Linked DNA regions of Mus musculus: region 1 is linked to region 2. The links are chromatin contacts, called in public Hi-C maps. All regions are on one chromosome and are shown on one strand. Each heading gives the region's core, a stretch centred on a gene start, on an enhancer-like site or on the middle of the called end of the contact. The rest is flanking DNA. Distances are from core to core; before and after follow the strand shown. Region 1 has its middle 37 kb from the start of Ahi1. Region 2 has its middle 88 kb from the start of Gm33510.

Evidence for each region. A called contact is a pair of places that touch in the nucleus more often than the background predicts.
Region 1: a Hi-C map of bone marrow-derived macrophages shows a contact between it and region 2, with 26 read pairs. The contact joins two enhancer-like sites. A contact is called at or near these places in 3 of 484 Hi-C or Micro-C datasets (bone marrow-derived macrophages, cerebral cortex and myeloid progenitors) and 2 of 115 datasets of contacts at active chromatin or transcription factors (astrocytes and large pre-B cells).

Annotation. Positions count from the first base shown.
Region 1 is chr10:20,913,243-20,917,636 of GRCm38.p6, forward strand. No RefSeq gene overlaps it. Among named protein-coding and RNA genes, the nearest start is that of Ahi1, 37 kb to the right of the region's middle. Within about 2 kb of position 2,644, at least 29 of the 459 cell types and tissues checked have an H3K27ac peak or open chromatin away from gene starts, as enhancers often do. A contact at or near this core is called in bone marrow-derived macrophages, where this site is marked.
Region 2 is chr10:20,748,823-20,753,245 of GRCm38.p6, forward strand. No RefSeq gene overlaps it. Among named protein-coding and RNA genes, the nearest start is that of Gm33510, 88 kb to the right of the region's middle. Within about 2 kb of position 2,014, at least 14 of the 459 cell types and tissues checked have an H3K27ac peak or open chromatin away from gene starts, as enhancers often do. A contact at or near this core is called in bone marrow-derived macrophages, where this site is marked.

The DNA.
Region 1 (4,394 bases), core at 1,394-3,893, 170 kb after region 2:
CTCACAACTGTTTATAACTCCAGTTCCAGGACATAAAACACATTCATCTGGCTTCCCTGGGATTCTGCATGCACGTAGTATGCATTAACTCACGTAGTCGCATATATATGCACATGGTTTATACATAAATACTTTCAAAACCTAAAAGGCCAAAATAAAGATAATAGCTAACTGTACTGGCTAGTTTTGTGTCAACTTGACACAGCTGGAGTCACCACAGAGAAAGGAGCTTCAGTTGAGGAAATGCCTCCACGAGATCCCGCTGTAAGGCATCTTCTCAATTAGTGATCAAGGGGGAGAGGCCCCTTGTGGGTGGGACCATCTCTGGGCTGGTAGTTCTGGGTTATATAAGAGAGCAGGCTGAGCAAGCCAGGGGAAGCAAGCCAGTAAGGAACATCCCTCCATGGCCTCTGCATCAGCTTCTGCTTCCTGACCTGCTTGAGTTCCAGTCCTGACTTCCTTGGTGATGAACAGCAGCATGGAAGTGTAAGCCGAATAAACCCTTTCCTCCCCAACTTGCTTCTTGGTCATGATGTTTGTGCAGGAATAGAAACCCTGACTAAGACACTAACTAAAAGCAACAGTTTATTAGAGTTGTGGTATTGCATTTTTTCTTATATTCCAATATTTCATAATATGTCCACACTATTTCATAGTTAAAAAGCTGTCTAGCCTTCTTAAATGCATAGCATTATTCAGCCATATAAAATCATTATTCAAAAATCTACAGCGCTAATGAATATGTTTTATCTAATAAGAGAACCTCTAATATATTTCAGTCTCTTTTAAATGCATATAAACTTTTACTCATTTAGAATTTATCTGAGAAGACTCCTAAAGCTCCAAAAACCTAATGCACTTATACTGTTTAATCTACAAAACAACTCCTTTATAGTCTATTGCCCAAATGAATGTCTCAAATGTGTGCAAATACAATAGGTTTTCAAGCCTATTCAACTGCTAACCATTCACTTTGATGAAGGTTGGAAGTTTATATTATTTTCTCTCTGAGGTTAATGAAATGTTTCTGACTATGTAATTTTCAACAAGGCCAAATGAAATCACAAATTATTCAGCTGTAAGGAGCTTATCACCACATCCATGTGATGCAAAGAATGCGCTGGAGAACAGTGTTGGGGAACAGTGTCTGAGAACAGTGTCTGGGAACAGTGTCGGGGAACAGTGTCTGAGAATAGTGTCTGGGAACAGTGTCTGAGAATAGTGTCTGGGAACAGTGTCCGGGAACAGTGTCGGGGAACAGTGTCTGGGAACAGTGTCTGGGAACAGTGTCCGGGAACAGTGTCGGGGAGCAGTGTCTGGGAACAGTGTCTGGGAACAGTATCGGGGAACAGTGTCTGGGAACAGTGTCCGGGAACAGTGTCTGGGAACAGTGTCCGGGAACAGTGTCGGGGTACAGTGTCTGGGAACAGTGTCGGGGAACCGTGTCGGGGAACAGGATTGGGGAACAGGGTCGGAGAACTGATTCATTTATTGGGAGGGGAGAAAGAGGTATTTATGTCCCTGGGGAGGTGGCCAGAGTCTCTACGGCAAGGTTTGTGTGGCCTTGTACCATTGGCCAGGGCAGGGGTGTTAGACAACACCTCATCTGCGTACACAAGGGTTGGGGAGGTCTTACGGGCCAAACAAGGAATGAAGCCTGATAACTGTCAGGGTAATAATGAATATGCTAGGGTTGATGGCGGGGAAGCCAGTTTCATGGTGACAGGTTGGAGGGGGAGAAGCCAAATCCTACCATCCTTATATTTGAGGTATCAGAGGCTGAAGCTCCCTCAAGCCTTCCTCCATAACCCTGGGCCATTGTGGTCCCACACATGTCAATAGGGTCTTGTTTCATTGAAAATAAGGAAATGATAATGTCTGTCTTACTTAGAGTTGCTATTGCAGTGATGAAACAACATGATCAAAGAAACTTGGGGAGAAAAGGGTTTATTCAGGTACACTTCGACATCACAGTTCACCAACAATGGAAGTCAGGACAGGAACTCAAACAGGAAAGGAGTCTGGAGGCAAGAGCTGTGCAGAGACGGTGGAGGAGCGCTGCTTACTGGCTTTGCTCAGCTTGCTTTTTTTCTTTTTCTTATTCTAGGACACCAGTCCATGGATGGCACCACCCATTATGGGCTGGGCCCTTCCACATCAATCACTAATTATAAAAATGCTATAGAGGTTTGCCTATACTCTGATCTAATGGAGGCATTTTCTCAGTCGAGGATCCCTCCTCTCTGACGATCCTAGCTTGTGTCAAGATGACATAAAACCAGCCAATACAATGTCCTATCCAAACAAACTCATTCCTGTTTGCAGACAATGCTAGCGAAAGCTACATCCAGATCATAGCATCCTAAAAGAACCATAGAGATAGAGCTGGACAAAAATTGGGGTGGTAATTTAGAAAGAAGAGAGTCACGTGATCGTAGGACTATGAAATCCCTTGCAGCCACCAGGTGGCACTAGTGAGAGAGAGGCCAGAGTGTCCTGTAACTGTCCAATGGTGGGTTTCACAGCGCTCCGGTCATATGTCTTTATTGCAAATTTGTCTTCCTCTCCGAAGAAAACAAGGAGCCTATGTTTGTGTTGAAAGTGCACAGAGACAGAGTGCCAAAAACTCCCTCCCCCATTTCCTCTTTGCCTGTTGGCATTTCTGAGCACTTTGGTGGCCTTGCTTCCATCCACACAGCTGTGGAGTAACCAAACCACAGCCGGAATGAGGATGCGTTTTTTTTTTTTTTTTCAATGTTGTCCCCTGAGCAGCCATCACTTGGAAATTTTGTGCTATTTTGATTTTTACTTTTCTTGGTTTTAAGATAGCTGATCTTTCTTATATCTTGATCTGAATTTTTTTTTATTATCCATGGTTTCTTACAATTTTTTTCAGAAATCAGTTTAATTTTTTTTTTTTTTTGCCAAAGTCTCCGGTTACATAAAGTCAAAATAGATGGACATCCATGGTTAGGGGAGAATAGGCAAATATCTAATAAGTTTTTACTATTAAAGAAATCAGGCAGCTAGCTCAGTCTCTGTAACAAAATATTACTGTAGGTACAACCTGCATTATATACAGGACTGTGGCCTACAATCCTATATCTCCCATGCACTTCCTCTCATTCCCACTTAGTAGAATCATAGAATCTAAAACTAAAAATTACCCTTGGGTTGGTGAAATGGAATGGGTAAAAAAAAAATTGTACACTCCTCTCTAATAAAGCAAGCCACAGCCAAATCAAAAGGCAGAAACTGCTAGAGGATAATTTGCACTGCACAAATAAATAAGAGGGTTTCATACTTAATAAAGAGCTTGCACCATTACGGAAAAGACTAACTTCTCAATGGGGAAATGGGCAATGGACTTAACTTAGCAAACTAGCAGCCATATTGGGAAGTCCCTGGGGGTCACTTCTGTTATCGCTCTGTTTCCTGTTCCCCCTTTTCTTGACTCGTCCCTGTCAACAACCCTCTCTATTTTCTTAGCTTTCTGAGAAAGTGGGCAACACCAGGCAAGTACATTAAGATCTTATAGATCTGAGATTATTATGCATTTAAATAATGGTTTTTACTTCGCATAGATTTTCTTATGTTAAAAACAGTAATATGCACGGTGTCAACAAGACAATGGGCAAAAGTGCTTGCACCTTACCCACCTGAGTTTGATCCTCAGGACCCATCTGATGAAAAGAGAGACTGAGCCTCTCTCTGCAAGATATCCTATGACCTCCACATGCATGCGATTGACCTATAGCATTCGGACATCCACACAGGGACAGACACACATACAAAATGCATTAATGTTTAAAAAATAAATAAATTAAGATGGTTTTTTTTCATTTTTACTAATTATTGAGATGTGTTTAATTTGGGCAATGAACAAATTCTCAAACAGGGAATTCATGGTGGCAGAATCTCACACTGGGCCACCTAACATGACCCAGCATGTGACCCACCCATCTGTCCATTCCAGACAGTCTATACAACACACATACCAGTCACCTAGTAGTTGTCTGCCACTGTTATCAGGTCAACTGTGCTGGTGTCACAGTTCTATGCAGTGACACCCTTTTATTTAATCATCCCAAGGTGCAAAGCTGTTGGCTGTTCTCTGGTAATACATTGTTAGACTTTCCTATTTTGTTTTATAATTGTTCATCTTTTACTATGCCAGACTTACAAACTTCAGAAAGGAATCTCAGAGGTAGAGGGTCTGCATAGGGTATGCAAAGTCCTAGGCTCGATGTTCCAAAGACCACAAAGAAGAAAGAAAGATTATGCCATGTAATAGTCAGCACTGGCTGGTGTGCTCAGCTGCTATCAGCAGTCCTCGAACATCTGCACCTTGAGCAAAGGAAGAGAGGGGGCTCTTTCATGGTGAAGCTGGTGAG
Region 2 (4,423 bases), core at 764-3,263:
CTAATAAAAAAAAGAGAGGGGGAGAGATTAAGATGCAGAAAGCTTGGTAAAGACCACATCTTGAGATAAATTGAAAACCTTGGGGGAAAAAATGATAGAGCCAGAGAAAAATGAATAGAACACTAAAAGATTATCACAAAATCACAATACTGGTGCATTGCAGTGAACACTCGCCATGTCGGTTCACGTGCCGTCTGTTCTCTGCTGAGTCCCCTTAACGTGACTGGTGTGTGTGTGTACATGTGTGTACATGTGTGTTCTGTTGACCAATGTGAATGCCATATGCCTGACCGGATGCCAGAGTCCACTCTAATTGTTTACTTCTAAGTTCACATTCCTGAGTGATTTCCTCTGCCAAAAGCCAGGCAGGGTTCACCTCAGGTGTGCATGCTGACTGAATCATGCCTGGTAGGGCAAGAAACACACATGGAAGTGAATCTCTACTGATCAAACTTCACATTCGAGAAGGAAGGTAATAAAGAATTAACTTTACGGAATTAGAAATGAGAGAATGTTTTAAATATTTCTTTTTAATTACTGGAAACAGTAAGTCCAATACTTCTAGTACTGTGCAAAATGTTAGTCATGTTTAATCGACCAAGTAGTTATAAAAAACAATGAGCATGATTATTTAATCTTCATTAGCATTTAAAGGTATGGGAAACATTAGACGCACTGACTGAAACACACGATTCCCCATCTGATGGGACATAAAATAAACCAAATATCCAATTAACATGAGCAGATCTAGCATAATATGCATTTAGTTCAGCAAAATGTGTCATTCTTTACATTTAGAAGTGTGTGTGTGTGTGTGTGTGTGTGTGTGTGTGTGTGTGTAAGTGAAAGTCAGAGGAAAAATTTGGGAGCTTGTCTTCAGCACTCTTTTGAGACATGCTCCCTCACTGGCCTGGAGCTGCTCACATAGGCTACCCTTGCTGGCCAGTGAGCCACAGTAACCTGTGTAAGGGTTACACATGTGCCAGCACACCCATCTCTGTCTCACACAGGCTATGGGATTGAACTCAGGTCCACGTGAGAGCCAGACAAGCACCTTATTGCCTGAGTGATCTCTCTAGCCTTCTCCCATATTTTTGAACATTTTAGATATCCAGTCTTTCACACACATATGAAGAAACATACATACTATTTTTCCAGTTGTTTTTTTTTAGATTATTTCACCAAAGCGAGTTCCACAATCGAATAAATTTCCTCAAGAGGTGTGGTCAGACATATCTGATTGAAATAAAGAGCAAACTGTTTGAAAATATCTTGCAGTGGGGGGAAAAAATAGATACCAGTGAAGTGTTGCCTTTAAAAAAACATCATTTCCCCTGTAATTCAAAGTTCCTTTTCTGCTTTCTGCCCTATGGTCCCATGGGCCACAGCACTGCCAGCAAGAACCATAATCATGGGCAACACAAGCCAGACAAGGGGTCAGGGCAAGCTGGAGGCTGGCAGTGGCTGACGTCAGGCTGCCCTCCCTCCCTCCCTGAAGGAAAGACTAGGAACAATGTGACTTGAAAACCAGTTACTGTAAAAGAAGCAGATCTGAGGGCTTGTATTCAAATAGTAAATGCACAGAAATTGAAACAAACAAATACCACAGCCCACCCCTACTACAGGTCAAGCTGCTACCCTACCCCCACCCCCCACCCCAGTATGCCTGTGACTGTGAAGTCCAGGATGACCCTCATCTTAGGCCAAACTACTCTTCTAAGTGTCGTTTTCACAGCTAAAGCAATTGTGAAAGTACAAGTCCGTAGACCGAGAGTGTAAAATCCATGTACTTTCTGAAAAGCCAAGCTGTGTGGGAGTTAGAGGCACAAGGCTTACCCAACACTGGGGGCTGAGTATGGTCTAGGGGTACAGAGAATAGGACTCCAGGGGCCACTTACCCCCACCCTATTTTCAAAACCTATCATTAGTGGCAAGTGCGGGACAAGGGGTGAGCTGGAGAAACATGGGACCTCTCTTCTTTATGGCACATTGGTAAGGACATTATATAATTTCCTGTCACTGACCACAGAGCTGCTAGCCACTATGACTTAAAGTCCTGCACACTGTTGTTGTAATACATTGCCGTGCACAACAGAATTGGCCACAAATATGACTATGGAACTGTAAACAATGAAATCCCGGGGTTTGTGGAGCAGTCGTTCAATAGGAAGGAGATTCGTGACTTTTTGTGGGAATTTATAGTATGTGTGGGATCCTGTGGTTAAGAATGCTTGCAATGTGCCTTTTAGTAGAAAAATTCAAAATAAGGGATAGCAAGTTAAAGAACTGCATGCTAACACTGTATGCAAATATACATACTTTCAGTGGCCAATTTATTTTATCCTTCCCATCCTATGTACACATCTTAGTTATATGAAGGCTTTATTTCACATACCCTGTCTTCTGTTCTGTCTTCAATATTTAAATATCCAGGCTACAGATACTGACTTGTAATCTCTTCAATTTATGCACACTAAATATTCCCCATCTTAGTTAGGGTTTTATTGCTATGAAGAGACACCATAACCAAAGCAACTCTTATAAGGAAACAATTTCCTTGGGGCTGCTTACAAGTTCAGAAGTTTAGTTCATTACCATTAGTGTGGTAATATCAAGGCAGACACAGTGTTGGAAGAGCTAAGAGTTCTATATCTTGATCTGAAGGCAGAGAGGAGAAGACTGTCTTCTGCAAGCAGCCAGCTCTCTTCTGCACTGGGTGGAGCTTGAGCACTAGGAGACTTCAAAGCCCACCCCCCACAGTGATGTACTTCCTTCAACAAGGCCACACCTTCTAATAGTGCCATTTCCCATAGGCCAAGCACTTTCAAACCACCACAGCCCCTAAAAGGAGTTCCACAGAACAGCCACGCCAAGACACTTGCTATGCTCTTGTAGTTCCAGCTGCTCCCAAACATGGATTCCGCTTTAGAAGTCTGACCTCAAACATTGAATTTAAAATGCTATTAAAGCAGGAACTCCTGAGTAGTTTCTCCTTAATTTTCAGATAGTCTCTGTTGTCTTCTGCCTACCTCAAAGAGGGTTGGATTAGTACAGCAGGATCTCTCATTTTTCCTCATTAAAATGCCAATATGCTGGGGAAGGAACATTCATTATACCTCATTAGCTTGTTGAATTTCTATGGTATAGAGTCTTCTCTGAAAATTAATTAAAAAATGGGTTTGTTGGGAAGCAAGACAGTGAGATCCTCTTCTCAGGGAAGGAAAGGACTGTTATTAAGGTTATCATGTGCAAGGCACATGCCACGTATTTGCAGTATCACATGCCACATGTATGTAGTGCAGTGTTACATGTATTATCTTGTTTAATCCTTGGTTAACTGACATGATGTAGATAGGTTCATAAATGATGTCCTTTAGGTACAGAGAGCTAAGCCTTATTAACTCCTAAGCACTGAATATCCACATGGAGAGGTGCACAGGTACAAAGGCCTGGCTTATGTTTACCATCCTGAAGGTTGCAGGCATGCATGTCCCGCTGTGCAGTCCAGTAAAGCTTGTCTACCTATCAAGTCTCAAGACTAAGTGGAAGCAGATATCTGGATACCTGCCCCCCCCCCCACAACTGGACCACACAGAATGCTCTGCTGCAACAAGAACAGTGTCTGGCTCTTTTGCTGATCAGCCTACACTAATCTTGAGTGAAGGCAGACCTTGCATTCTGGACATAGCCAATGAGAGTTACAACTCATATAATGTCACTCGTGGAAGTGGTGGGGGAAATGGACCAACAGTCATTTGATTCCCTCTTCAAACTCCTAAAGAGTAACCATCATATCAACTGTTCTTTTCTTGTTTGTTAAAAGTTTTTCTTTTTATTATTTTTAACTATGTATGTGTTTGTGTACCTGCATGTGGGGCATGTGCACCCGAGTGCAGATGCCAAGAGAGCAGAGGTGTTGGATTCACCTGGACCTAGAGTTACAGGTGGTTATGAAGTGTGATATGGCTGCTGGAAACAGACTATTGGTCCTTTGCAAAAGTAATTAAAGCTCTTATTATCTGACTGAGCCATCTCTCCAGTCCCTAGGCAACTGTTCTTCTACATGAATGTGAGGTAGACTTGTGAGAGACATAGAGTTATCTGACTTCCTGCAGAGACATGATCAGATATCTTTTCACCTTCTATGGGGCATGGATGGAAGACAGAAAAATAGCTTTACCCAGGATTAGCTTTGTGAGCCTGTGAGTTTAGGAGGTACTTATACAAGCACAGAGTAGGAGTTACATAACAGAAAAAAAGGAAGCTACTTGCTTTACCAGAAATCCCACCACAGCGTAAGTGACAACTTACAATGGTGTCACTGGAGAGCCCATCTCCTGAGAGATGGCCAGTGTCTTTAGAACCTTTGAAGTCCATGTGGATCTTGGAGCTTTCTTTCTTTATATATGTGTGTGTGTGTGTG